2 separate regions of the Mus musculus genome follow, and region 2 is linked to region 1. Evidence: chromatin contacts called from public HiCAR-type data. All regions are on one chromosome and are shown on one strand. The core of a region is the stretch at or near the end of the contact, and the rest is flanking DNA. Distances in the headings are between cores, read along the strand shown. Region 1 holds the start of Pax9 (paired box 9). Region 2 overlaps Gm20016 (a long non-coding RNA gene).

Evidence for each region. HiCAR-type assays count read pairs that join an accessible place to other places.
Region 2: a HiCAR-type map of embryonic stem cells shows a contact between it and region 1, with 5 times the contacts expected there. The contact joins the enhancer-like site here to the promoter of Pax9 in region 1. A contact is called at or near these places in 4 of 39 promoter capture datasets (cranial neural crest, embryonic stem cells, maxillary cranial neural crest and 1 more) and 9 of 115 datasets of contacts at active chromatin or transcription factors (craniofacial prominence, embryonic basal ganglia, embryonic hindbrain and 4 more).

The regions. Positions count from the first base shown.
Region 1 is chr12:56,690,763-56,698,013 of GRCm38.p6, forward strand. Pax9 (paired box 9) reads left to right here and starts at 4,709. Exons shown (of 4, transcript NM_011041.3): 1 at 4,709-5,102; 2 at 5,812-6,438. The coding sequence starts at 5,099. It overlaps Gm15524 (a long non-coding RNA gene), which reads right to left and starts at 4,005. Exons shown (of 3, transcript XR_003950120.1): 1 at 1,797-4,005; 2 at 843-961.
Region 2 is chr12:57,513,501-57,520,302 of GRCm38.p6, forward strand. Gm20016 (a long non-coding RNA gene) reads left to right here. Exons shown (of 3, transcript XR_105484.4): 3 at 157-1,475. It also overlaps the pseudogene Gm2568. Among named protein-coding and RNA genes, the nearest start is that of Gm20016, 9.8 kb to the left of the region's middle. Within about 2 kb of position 2,376, at least 14 of the 459 cell types and tissues checked have an H3K27ac peak or open chromatin away from gene starts, as enhancers often do. A contact at or near this core is called in embryonic stem cells, where this site is marked.

The DNA of each region.
Region 1 (7,251 bases), core at 3,459-5,958:
GTCATTCATTGAAAGACCAAGGCCAGCTTCCTCGCCATCATACATTCACTACTAAAATTGCAACCCTGGCAAAAGCGAGGTCTCCTCTGGACAATTACAGGGTCAACGGGGCCTTCCCCGACCCCCAAACTCCTCCTAGTCGCCTTCTCTCAGTAGAGACCTGATTCATGCTCGCAATTGCTGTCCCTCAGCCAGGAGTATTGCTCCTTGAACAAAAATACATTCTCATTCTCTCTCTATCTCTGTCTCTCTCTCTGTCTGTCTCTGTCTCTGTCTCTGTCTCTGTCTGTCTCTCTCTCTCTAATAAACAAACGCAATCATACCATAGGAGGCTCAAAGCCATCCTTCTAAAAGCAATTCCACTGTTGAAAACTGAAAAATGGGTGTAATTTGCGTTCAGAAAGTGATGTTAGGGTCACGGCAATTTCCCGGGCCGTTATTTATTTTTACTTTAAAGTCTTTAGGGAAGATTTGCTTATAGACTCGGATACAGTATGAGAACCCCGGCAACCCCGCTCGCCTTCAAAGCGGGAGGGGGCCTGAAGGTGGAGAACAATTACTGAGTGACGCTAATATGGGGAAACTGAAAAGAAATGTCGATTGTTTTTATTGTAACAGAAGGAGTGAGCAAACAGAAAAACCAACCCCGGCTGATCGGAAACAGGCAGGCGGAGAATGAAAAGTGGGTTTCAGGCCGCAACAGGCCCCTCCCTCCCCTGGCCTGGGAAGGAGCGAGCCGGGCTAAGCGCTCGCTGGACTCCAGCACTGGCATCTCGCGACCGTCCAGCCCCTGCTCTCCGGGGACGTCTTCCCAGCTCTCGCCCACCCTCCCGCAGCCTCACCTGCCGCAGAGGAGGAAGCCTTCTCGGTATGCGAGGTTCCTCCATCTGGCGGAAGGCTGAACAGCCAGTAAGCAACGCTTCGGTAGTCAGTGGGCTCCAATTGAAGTCCCCTGAAGCTTCTGGCTGCGCGGGTTCGTCCACAGCGTCGTCGTCGCCAGCGAGCCAAGGGCAACAGGTCAGTGTGAGCGCCCCTCTCGCGCTACCCTATCCTTCCCTGTCAGAAGATCCCTGTAGCTGGCTCCGTCCTCAGCCCCCAGTGCTTGTTTCTTCTAGCTGCAGCCACCCGCCGCTTGGGACATAGAGTTGCTGGGCGAGCCTTCTTGGGTGAACCTGGCCTGGCTGTGGTTGCGGGGCGCGCCGGTTGCCCTGACACTTTCTGGGGAGCTTAGTTGGGTGCGCTGAACACTGACCCTGCAAGGCTGGGCCCTAACTGGGAGGCCAGATCCGAATGAGTCTAGTTGCTTTTTTTTTAAAGTCAAGTGCAATGCCACACTCACCTAACACAGGCGTGCTGTAGAGGAACTCAACTCGAGGTCCAGCCTTTGCCTGAAAACTTCCCCCAGACAGCTGCAAGAACTCACAGTACTGGTTTTTGTGTGTCTTTCTTTCTTTTCTTTCTTTCTTTCTTTCTTTCTTTCTTTCTTTCTTTCTTTCTTTCTTTCTTTCTTTCTTTCTTTCCTTCTTTCTTTTTCTTATCCATGTCCAGGAGCTGTCCTGGACACTGGCTGCTTCCCAAGGAGCTTCGGTAGGGCATAGTGACCTGGACCTTGCTTGACCCAGTATGCTCCTAGCAGGGGACAAGTTGCAGAGTTCGGTGCCTACATACTCTGCTCTAACTCCCGTGTTCACCTCAACCGCGAGTAGAAAAAGAGACCCTTCCATTCTCGCGCCTCCCCCTACTTTCTCTTCCACGGTCGCAGTCGACCTCCAGGGACACAGACGCTGAGTACTCACCGAGATCAAGTGAGTGCTCACACACAGCCTAGAGTGCTGCCTTCCGATGGCGGCGGCGACTGCCCGGATACTCTGTGAGCCGCCGTGGGAAGAGCTAGATTCCACTTCCTGCGCATCTCTCCTCAGACCTCGCTCGTGCCCAAAGGGACTTGGTGCACTGCAAGTGGCGGGCCCGTGGCATTGGGACCACTGACAGATTTATGAAGACTTTACAAGCATCGAGCCTGGGTCGTTGGAGGCAGGGTTGAGTTCAACAGAGGAGGAGAAGCCCTGGAGATAAAACTCCGCAGCACTGTGCGGGCCTAGCTGCCCCTGCATTTCTGGGCTTGGCTTCCACAGTGGGCTGCCCGGTGCCAAGTGTGTAGAATCCTGGTGTAACCTCCTCCTTCACACCCTCTGGTCCTCTAGCTTCCAGTCTCCTACTGAGTAAATATTTACCCAGAGAAGGGGTCGCCCCAGAGGAGGCCTTGGAGTTTAGAGAAAGGCTTTTGGTTTCCTTCTGGCCCGAGCCAGCTGCAGGCCTTTCTGGTTGTGTTTTGGTTTTGGTCTTAGATTTTTCCTTTCAGTAAAAATTCTCCTGATTCCCCCATGACCTCTTGGATCCAGATCTCAGTAACCAGGGGCCCTGGACCTCAGTGACCCTTGCTCTTTCTTGAAGTCCTGCATCTCTATGTCCACTAGGGCTCACTGGAGGGCTCTCTTCTCCATCTCCTACCCTCTTCTACCCACTCCTTCATTTCTTGTCTCTCACCTCACACATCTCCGCCCTCCTGGTTTTTGCTAAGACTCCTGGGATCTGTGGCTACTTGATCCCTAGGGCACTGTGTGCCCTTGCTTGGGAAGGGGAGTTTCCTCACAGGCCCCTTCTTGGAGATGACATGGCTCTCCTCTATTCCAGCATCTTCGGTTTATAAGGTCTCTAAGCACCGGGTGGTCATGGGCGCTGAAAGTGGCCCAAAGTGCCCAAGGTTGATTTATTCTGGGCCTCCAAGAATATTCTGGTAGGAGAGCCTGAGGGACACTGAGGAGACCCAGTAAAATGCTGTCCGCGCATGCCCAGGGAGATCACCAACAGCCAGGTCCAACAGATAGAAAGAAAAAAAAAAAACCGATAGATGACCAACAGTAGACCTGTGCAAGAGCAAGGGAGGTGTGCGACAGCTAAAGGGGGCGGCAGTAGATGTTATGTACTAAACCCCAAACTAGACACACAGGTCTCTTGATCACTCCGGGTTGATGTAGCTAGATTCTCATTAGGACACCACATCTTGCTAGTCCACACGGGCTGGGGCACTATCTCTGTACACCAGTTCAGAAGGGTGTGAAATACTCAGTGGGTGCACGGAAGTAGAGCAAAGAGCACACTCAGAGAACACTTCTTGCCCGTGAGGATGAAGGTTCCTCATCACGGAGCAGAGCACAGTATCTTCTGTGAGCAAGTCTCAGGCGAAGTTCTGATCTCCACTCAGTCTCTGAGTTGCAAGTAATTTATACTATAGCATGGGGCTGGGGGTGCTTCTGAAATCTTGGCTTTCCTTGTTATAAAGCACCTGACTACGCAATACAAGTATTGAGCGGAGACAAGGATGAAACCACAAAGTCGAGCCTTGAAATGACTTTGAACATCTGAAACCAACAAATAAAGGGGGGGGGGGGCTATGTTCAAGTATTTCTATTTGTGAAGCCTCATTGTGGAAATACCTGACTGCAATAAAAGACATTTGAAGTAATCTTTCAATCCTTAACTTGATTGTAACTTGAATTCAGGGTGCACACCCACCACAGAAGCAGATGCCTGGAGATCAATGGTCAGCTCCAAGACTGATTACTAGACGTCCTGGGCTCTTGTCATTTACTGGTGAACATCGGGATTCCTCTGATTTCTTTGTGTGCAGAACCTTCGGGAGAGTGCGCGCATCACCTACATCCTGGATATGTGTTAAAGAGAGGGCTGTTGTGATGGAGACGAAGTAATATCATCCACTTTCCGGTGTCACACAAATACCCGAATCCATTCACAATGCTTCTCTTCCTTATTTCGTCCACATACGTCACAACCTTGTCTCCATAAAGAAATGCATTTCTCTGTCCCAAACTCTTCTATCCGTTTCGGATTTGGGTGAATGAAAGTGAAAAATCCCCAGGTAGGCAGAACCACACAGCATCTGTGGTAGCTAAGCTGAAGTCGCGGGGAATTACATACAGATGCTCAGAGGCAGTGTCAGCGGGTACCTCCTTGGGGCTGACTTTCATATTTAAAATCAAACCTTTCAAGGTGGCTCTATGGTGTTGAGAACCCTGGCAAATTCTTACACACGGAAACCAGGACCCTGGGTGAGTGATGCAAGGGGGTGGGATGGGATGGACGTGGCCACTGCCACCAGCGCTCCGGGGATCAACCCTCCTTCCCCGTGGACGTCCTGTGCTCCTCTTTAGTCTGGTTTTTTAATTTTTTTTTCCTCACTGCACCTGGCCTCTGCTAGGATCCTGCTTGACTGAGGTTTAGCCCCTCACTGCTGGACTAACCACTTCGGGCGGGGTACGGGAAGGAGTCTCTTGTCCTTACACCTCAAGCGCCTCCTCCACTCGACTTCTCCCCATCCTGAGTGAACTGGAAGGAGATAGAATTTGTGGACAAGATTCTGACAGTCCCCAAAGGTCAGCATGACAGGTAGTTCTCAGTCATCCCTTAAGGGTCGTGCCACTTGTTCTCTGAGAGCTCTAACCTCCAACTTTAATTTGACAAATTCATCTCTTCCCCAAAAGGTGTCCTCGGTCTCTACCCACTTAAAGTTATTCAAACCGAGACCAAAGCTTCTGTTCGCTTATTCAGCATTTTTATCAGCTTGATTTTGCACTCTGTTTGCGGCGCCCCTGGGAAGACGTCAAACACTCTTATTCATTGTATTTAGTCACCCAGGTGCGGAGCCAGCCAGAAACAGACGGCGGAAGGAGTTTCCCGGACTGAGCTGTCACTCACCGGCCTGCACCAATTACAACGCAGATTGCTCGCGGGCCCACCTCTTTTGGGGTGTGTCACAAGTGAGTGATAGACTGAGCCGCCCGGCCCTGCTCAGCCCAGCCCACGTTGCTGCTTAGATTGAAATGCAGAACTCAAGCCTCTTTCAGCCCGGCACAGACTTCCTTTTACTCTTTCCTTTGGCACTCTTGTCGCCTCCTCCCGGGAAGAAGCCAAGGCACCCTCGGCTTGGAGCAGCGACAGGCCGGCTCAGTGAGAACAAGAAAAAAGTTTCTTTCTGGGAGTGCGGAACTGGGGCCGGGTTGGTGTACTGCTCAGAGCAATGGGTGAGTGGCTGATGGGGGACGTTGTCAGATCCGAGGAGGGAGGGAGCGAGCAGGCGAGGGCTAGAGGGAGGGAGCTGAGGCGCGCCACCGCGCTGTATTGACTCAGACTGCGTCCGTCGAGCTGTAAGCACCCTCCAAGGGTCAGTGGCGGAAAGGGTTCTGTGAGAGCCACTGGGTGACAATTGATGCCATTTTGCGATTTAAGGGAAGAGGGCCGTGGCATTGGCGAATCTCGCAGCTCCAGTGTCAATCCAAGTTTTGTTGCACACGTGTTTACACTTGCAAGCAAAACAGAACAAAAACACCCCCCCCCCAGCTTTCTCTGGACTGCGTCTAACCCCGCAGAAGGGAGGGGTAAGGCGGTGGAAGGGAGCAAGGGCCGAGTGTTTTGGTACCAGGCAGGCAAAGAGGGGCGCGCTGGAGCCTCAGAACCGATTTCCCCGCCTGCTTCGGAGAGTTTTAAGTGTCCGGAGTTGCCCTGGGTCTCTCTTCTTGTTTGTTGTTGGGAATCGCAAAGTAGGAGCGAGGTCTGGCCGCAGCTTGTTTTGAGACGTTTGGCTCAGGCCGGAACAGTCTGGTTTCGGGGCAACCCCAGTCCTTATAGAAGGGTGTCATAACCCTGCCCCTGGACGCTCTTGGAGGCCGAGTGGCAGGCGGCTGTCCCAAGCAGTTGGTGCGCGTTGTGGCGCGCTCTGTGCTCCTTTTGCAGAGCCAGCCTTCGGGGAGGTGAACCAGCTGGGAGGAGTGTTCGTGAACGGAAGGCCGCTGCCCAACGCCATTCGGCTTCGCATCGTGGAATTAGCCCAACTGGGCATCCGACCTTGTGACATCAGCCGCCAGCTACGGGTCTCGCACGGCTGCGTCAGCAAGATCCTGGCGCGCTACAACGAGACCGGTTCGATTTTGCCGGGAGCTATTGGGGGGAGCAAGCCCCGGGTCACCACCCCTACTGTGGTGAAACACATCCGGACTTACAAGCAGAGGGACCCAGGCATCTTCGCTTGGGAGATCCGGGACCGCCTGCTGGCGGATGGCGTGTGCGACAAGTACAACGTGCCCTCGGTGAGTTCCATCAGCCGTATTCTGCGCAACAAGATCGGCAACTTGGCCCAGCAGGGTCATTACGACTCATACAAGCAGCACCAGCCCGCGCCGCAGCCCGCGCTGCCCTACAACCACATTTACTCATATCCCAGTCCCATCACGGCGGCAGCAGCTAAGGTGCCTACACCACCTGGGGTGCCGGCCATCCCCGGATCGGTGGCCTTGCCGCGCACCTGGCCCTCCTCTCACTCCGTCACGGACATTCTGGGCATCCGCTCCATCACCGACCAAGGTAAGGAGCTCAGAGGCAGTGTGCAGAGCGGAGTGGGTTCCTGCACGCGTTCGGGAACCCCAGTACCTTCGGCCTCTAGCGAGTGTCTATCCCACCACCTGTGGCTCTTTTCTTTTGGAAACCTAAGGAGTCTTCCCAGGGGGTGTCCTGATCTCATTAACTTGAAACTCTTGCCCCTCTGTTTCCTTGCCACACACAGTCTCCAGCCTCATCTCAAACTACCAGACCCATAACATACCCCCCCCCCCAAACACATGGTTCGCATTTTCCACCCTCCCCCGCCTCTCGCGCACTCAGCCTCAGCCGGGCTAGACTGTTTGGAGAGCGCAGCCTGGCGATTTGGGGAGCACAAGAGGAGGCCCTAGCAGGCTTGGGGCTGCGGGTTGTAGGTAGCCACTGTCGGCAGCTTGCTCACGAGTCAGATGCCGCAGCTACGAGTCCCCGCACACTCTGGAAATTGTATTATTATTCTCGGATTCTGGCAATCAGGGCAAATTTGCTCAGGCAGGAAGTTCAAATGTCACCTAATTGGTTTCATTCTTATGCTTCACTTCATTTTCCTCGGAAACGGAGGTCTCGGTCTCTCTCTCTCTCTCTCTCTCTCTCTCTCTCTCTCTCTCTCTCTCTCTCCCCTTACCTCCCACCCACCTCCCTTAACAGACGTTAATTATCAACCCAGTAGTTGAGGTGACAATTGCTAGGTGATTCGCTGTTGTCCATTCGGCTGCTGTCTCTGGTTCCCCCCAGCCTCCTGCTTTCCTTAGGGTCCTCGGGAACTAGGAAACGCTAGTGGTTGCGTGCCCCTTTCCTGCA
Region 2 (6,802 bases), core at 1,126-3,625, 820 kb after region 1:
ATATTAACATTTGAACATATTAATGTATAAATAATGATATATAGTGATATTAATATTTAAATCCAGAGATTTGTTTTTAAAATAGACTTTACAAGTTTGATTAGTGTTAAGTCCTGTGATGCCAACCATCAAACCAAAATTGTTACTATATTACAGACCAAAAATTCAACCTAGAGTCTGCTGTTCTACAGAGCAACTTCCTCTAGAGTCGATTATGGCATGACCCTGTCGACGGCAGATTTCTAATCAAAGACTTCACTTCTACATTGTTACCGCAGAAGTTACTGAGGAAGGCTTTAATAAGAAGATCACATCATAGTAAAAGAAGCCACTTCAAAGCTAAATGTAAAGGTTCTAATTGATGTGAGAAAATGAAAATAAAGCTACCAGGAAGAAGAAAACATCAAGTGTTTCACTGTCCTGTTCCAGTCTCTGCATCTCATTTTGTTAATTCTCAGAAAGAAAACATTATCTGGGCTCACACCAAGTAACTGCAAGTATCGTCTAAGTGAGATATAGTAAAGGAAGGCTGACGCAACATTCATTATTCCCGAATGGAATTGGTTCTGCATGTTTCACATAGAAGATGTGTGCATGGATTGACTGTAGAAGCTTATTGCTGAGATTTTTACTAGGGGTATATTATGTTAACTTTAAAATGTTTCTTTTTAAGGAGACAATTTTTGCCATCTATTGGTAGGCTAATGTTACATTCTAATCAAAACGGACTCTAAATAACATTTGTTATCCAGAAGTTTTTCTTTCTTAAAAATGTCTGAAATTAATTCCTTAGTAACCTGATGGGGAAAATGCTGTTCAAGTTTTTTAAAATCTTACATTTGCCTAATGGGATTGTTCAATGTTAGCGTTGCCTGTACCTCTTCACATCTTATTTTAGTTATTTGACACACCGATCTGGTTCATTATTTTCAAAGACTACTGGTTGCTCTGTAGTAAATTTCTACAGTTGTTCACTTGAGGTCTCGAAATGACCTTCTTAAACACAGTAAGCACTTTGCATGACAATGTTGCAGTGCTTTAGTGTCTTCTGTTTATAAAGGAAAGTCTTTAGATGTGTTTTAAATCAAGTTTCACATGTGTGAGATCTAATGCTTGTATTCAAGAAGAAATAAGTCTGTAGAGTTTATTCCAATTTCCACTTAATTCTCTCCTCCCAAACTCCTTTGGCCAAAGTTCTTGAATATTGGGACCCTCTTACCTAGGACCTAGCCTGCGTTCACCTGCCCCCTTGTGGTGTTTTTATCCAAAAAGTTAATTAATTTCTGAAACTTGACATGACACAGTCTGAGCCAAGAAACCTCATTCTTTGGCATTCAGAGGCAGCAGAGTTCTCTTCTATTAGTCAGTCAGTGGCTAACATAACAGGACAAAGGAAATCATTTAAGGTTTTTGTTTAACCCAGAGCCTAAGAAGGAATTGGGCACATGAGAAATAAATGCATGGAATAATCTGGAGTAACTTAATTTTCTCTAGAATCTTTGTTAATGACCTGAAGTCTAAGAACTAAAGAGTTATTTCAAAAGTTTTTTTTTTAATTCAACCTAACATTTGTTCTATGTTGATATTTTCCTTTTTTTCCATGAGTGAAGAGGCTGCTACTCTACTTAAATTTTAAGTAAAGTTTCCAAGTCTCCTGTCAAAGATACATGTATAACTGTAAAAATAAGTTAATATATAATCACATATTTTATATGCTTGACACAAATATGCTATTTGTCCTTCTTCATATGCCCTAAGACTAATTATGACCCCTTTAATTGAAGGTGACAGGTTTTGTAGATGGGAAAAAGATGTGTGTGTTTGTGTGTGTGTGTGTGTGTGTGTGTGTGTGTGTGTGTGTGTATTTAATGAGCCAACTTACCTTGTCACAAATTCACAGTCATTTTTCTAGATGTAAGACTTAAGGATTATGCCTCTGGTTAATAAATAATAATGTAACGAAAAGGAGAAGGGAAGAAAAGCTCTATTTACATACATACACTATTTGTCTTTCTTTGAGATGGTAATAGATTATTGTTATCAACAAGACCTCAGATAACATTCTAATGACTTCTATTTCTGTTTACAATGGAACATTCCTAGCAGAAAAGAACTGTCTTTTTTCTGCCCTATTCCATCCCCATTCAGGCCCCTACCCATGGCTGGCTGGGTGGAGACGCTGGCTTCCTGTCATCTCACCTGAGCCCGGGAAGACACAGAATGGAATTCTATGCAGCCCTCTGTGGGCCCCCGTTCCTACTGTCTACCACTGCTTTTTGGTTTCTCTTAAATTATAACAGTTGACCGACTAACAGGTTCCCAGAAACAGGTTCAGATATTGGCAGGCAAACCCAACCTCTTTGTCCTTCCAAAGTACATAAGTGCTAAACTGTGCTCCGGCTGAGAGAGTTAGTGTTCCAGCAAGGCTAAAACCCGAGTCTCCTGCTCCCCAGCAGCTTGCTGCCATCTCTCCCCCAAGGGATAGTGTGTGAGGACGCCCTTGGCATCATTTCTTCGGCCCGGATTAAGCACAGGTGACTGAGAGTCGGCCTTATCTTCACAAGGCATTAGTCACTCTATAAAAGTTAAATTTATTATGAAACGTCTTGTTTGTCTTAGCATATATCTTCTCTGGGAAGTTGGAAACAAAGGCATGTCCTCTAAGGCTCCTCAGGGGGCAAGCACATCCTCCTTTGGAATTTAACCTTAATTTGAACCAAGATCTGTGAAAGAAAAGCACTTTGGTGTATTGTTCCGGAGCGCCACCCTTCTCTCCCCTTATCTAAATGCAGCTACTTTTGTTTTGTGGGTTTTAGACTTCTCCTCCTTCTCCTTCTCCTTCTCCTTCTCCTTCTCCTTCTCCTTCTCCTTCTCCTTCTCCTTCTCCTCCTCCTCCTCCTCCTCCTCCTCCTCCTCCTCCTCCTCCTCCTTCTTTTTGAATTCTCCCAATTCCAAAGCACAGTGCTCTCTCTGAGTTTAAAATTTATCCTTAAAAAGAAGTCAAGACAATTGTAAAATTATACTTTGGAAGTGAGTCATTTTATGTAGCCTTAATTCTGATGTTCTCAAAGTTGTATCCATTTTTGAACACTTTTTTTCATTTTTCCTTCTCATATGTTATTTTAAGGCCCACTCTGCTTTAGGAGTCGGGCAAACAGCACAGTGGCGGATGCTTTCCTAGCATTCACATGCCCTGGGTTGGTCCTCAGCACAGGAAAAAAAAAAAAAAAAAAAAGGAAAAAGATGTAATGTTCTTATTTCTCCAAAATATACTTTCTAAAAGTCTTTTGTAAAATGTAAAAATGTTCTTATTTCTCCAAAATATATTTTTCTGAAAGTCTTTTCTAAGACACTGGCAAATATTATAATATATACATAGTTCATTCTTTGATAGAAGTAGGGAACAATTACATGTAAAAAAATTATATTAGGGGGTACTGAGTTGTTTTTAATAGTGAAAAGCAAGAGTGAGGTATGATTTGGAAGACCCATTGGCTTCGTGTTCTGCTTCGTTCTCTTGACAACGCCTTTCTAGTGCTCCCTGGGCCTCTGACGTCATAGCTACTACACTCCTCCCAAATCCTAAACCCCATCTCTGTTGTCCCTCCATAGTAATTGTCTATAAACTGTAAGGAAACGATTTCAGTTTCAACAGCTACCACTCAGGCTAATGACTAGTTTCTTTAATACTGCTAACATCTATCACTAAGCCTGAAATCATCCAAATAATTATCCTTTCTTGATGTTTTTTCATAGGAAAGAAAAATCACTAATGAAAATTCTAATGGAAGTCATTTATTCTAAAAAAAAAGGACATCGACAAATTCCTTCAACCACATGCTTTACTATAGTATTATGGCATTATATATTTCACTTAAATGGTAATGCTGAAATTATTTGGGTAGTCGTGTTTTTGTTTTAATTTGGGAAGGAGAGAAAGTTAAAAGTATAGAATGTATGCCTAACACAGTTAGAGAATGCCTAATAATAAGTCAGAGGATCATTGTTCCTAATACAGTTAGAGAAGGTGTAATATTGAATCAGAGGGTCATTTTTCTTAACATAGTGAATGTGTAATAAATATCAGAGGATTGTTGTTCCTCACCCAAGTCCACCACTAGCTCAACTCCAACCAACTTTTTTTTTTAATTAACATCAGTTTAATAGTATTCAACAATGACAACTCTTATAAGTCTACAGGCACAGGACATAGAACCACCGTAAACAGCATTCCTATCTCAGCTAACAGCCAGGAGCACCTCCACCCTTCTCTGAGACACCTGCGCTCACTGGTGGACTGAACTCTGCTTCCGGGTTCTCTTGCAAAAGCCAGCAGGATCTCAGTCCCTGTCCCCAGCCTATGAGCTTCATGTTTCCACACTTGCAGACCAGTGACAGAGGACAGCACACAGCATACAGCGCTCACGGGAATTGACAGAGCGGGAGAGAAGTACAAGAATCATTTCACAGCTGAAGTTGGTTTTCTAAGATCAAAACCCAAACACTTCCAGCAGATGTGGATGTCCTCTGATGCAAAAACATTCATACATTATTTGCTGTCATTACTTTCTCACCAAAGCCACAGAATTGGGTGACAAACACGCGCACTCGCGTGTGTGTGCGCACACACACACACACACACACACACACACACACACATTTTGCACCACGAAGTCTCTGCATGTTCTCTTCCTTTTCTTAAGCTCTTTTGTGACTCAGCACCACCATTAATCCCACACAGGGTTTCAAAAGTACAGGGAACCTTCATGTTCCATGGCCCAGCCATAGCGTTGATGTGACCCCATGACATAAAGAGTAGTGGCTAAAAGTGGAACTGAACTGTCAAAAGTCACAGCCTGTGCCGTGTAGTGATGACTTCTTTGGTGGAAAAGCGTGTAGACAGAAGTTGTCGTCTGGCAGAATATTCGCAGCGCTACTCTCAGTGAAGTTCTTCCACAAACATTTGAAGTGAGATGAACTGCAGAGATTGAATGAAGGCTTCATACTGTGTTTTGGTTTATGAAAGAAGACACAAGTTAAAAAAAAAATCAACTAAACTAAACTAAAGAACCAAACACCACGATCTCCCTGAAGGAGGGTTTCCCAAGGAAAAAGCCCATGGTGTGGAATTCAAATTAAAATAAGGAGAAAAGAATGTGGTTCTAGCCAATGGTTCCTACTTTTAAACTAGCAAGGAACTAACTCACTTATGTCTGGTGAGAGAACATTAAGAAGAAACCTGAGAGGAATTGTAATGTTGGTTACTTACCAGTCAGGCAGACAGCACTTCACTTTCATCCACTCACGCCATCTTAGTCCCCTGTGTAACAAAACTTACGAGTTTCTTTAGCTTTTCCTCCTTTTTAAAAAAGAAAAATGTCAACAATACTGCTGAATGTTCTCCACACTGAAGAAAAAAAAAACTGAAAATATTTAGTACATACCTGTTTTTCAATATGCTTACCACAGGCTTAGAAAAGTTTAATTCTCACCATTTCTAACCAACAAGCCAACCAAACAAGCAAAACTCACTGTCCGTATTCCCCAGAAAGAGGATTTGGAATCCCATGCTTGAGCCAAACCACAAAAACCAGCCACTGCCTGACCCTGCGTTTGATGCTGACCCCAGTCAAATGGGGCATCAAAACTATAACAACTGTAAGAGTTGGTTCCAGAATGAAAAGCCTGATTTGGTCCCTCCAGCCTGCTGCCCTGGCTTTGGGCCTGACTGGTTTGGCTGGCAGGCTAAGAGGCCCATCATTACCCCAATTGCTCTGCTGCCTGCTGGGTGGCAGCCATCACTGCAGGGTTCATGATAAAGACTCCAAAGCTCTGCTACCACCATGGTTATTTCCTAGGCCAGCCCTTCCACTTCTAGTGATACCAAACCATCTCGGACTCTCAAACCCACCTGGATGACCACCAAACCTTCCACTTCCCTTTAACCGCCTATTGCTCTTCTGCTTGGGTTCAGCATTGCATATGCGCACAGTGATTTCTTTAGTGACCAGATCCTCTCCACAAACAGACTGGACAGCCTTGGCATTTGTAAACGCAGCAAAATCAAAGGGCCTGAAGAGTTTAGAAAGAAGGGAATCTACAACGTTCTCACGATGACAGAAGAACTGTTGAAGCTCTTTGGTCATGATGTCCTCCATATAATGCCCAATAAACACCTTTCTGCTTCTCAAATTCTCTTCTCGGCTTTGCTTAGAATCCAGAAGTTTACAGTCACACCATTGGCTGCCTGTCAAAGGTTGCTGTGATATTCTTTCACGTGGGTTTTATATTCCATAACTTGAACATAGCCAAACTCTTTCAGTTTTAGGGTTCTCTCTTTCTCTCTCTCTCTCTCTCTCTCTCTCTCTCAATTTTATTGCTTATTTTATCTATTTACATTTCAAATGTTATCCCCCTTCCTGGTTTGCCCTCCGAAAACCCCCTAGCCCACCCCCTCCACTTGCTTCTATGAGGGTGCTCCCCAGACACACTCCCTCCTCAGTGCCCCAGCATTCCCCCATTCTGTGGCATCAAGCCTTTACAGGACCAAAGGCCTCCCCTCCCACTGATGCCAGATAAGGCCATCCTCTGCTACATATGCAGCCGGAGCCATGAAGGGTGATTCCAAACTCCATGTGCACTCTCTGGTTTGTGGTTTAGACCCTGGGAGCTCTGGAAGGGTCTGGTTGGTTGATATTGTTTTTCCTATGGGGTTACAAACCTCTTCAGCTCCTTCAGTCCTCCCCCTAATTTAGGATCTCTCTTAACCTGCACCATAAGACCCTCTCCAAAGCACTGGAAT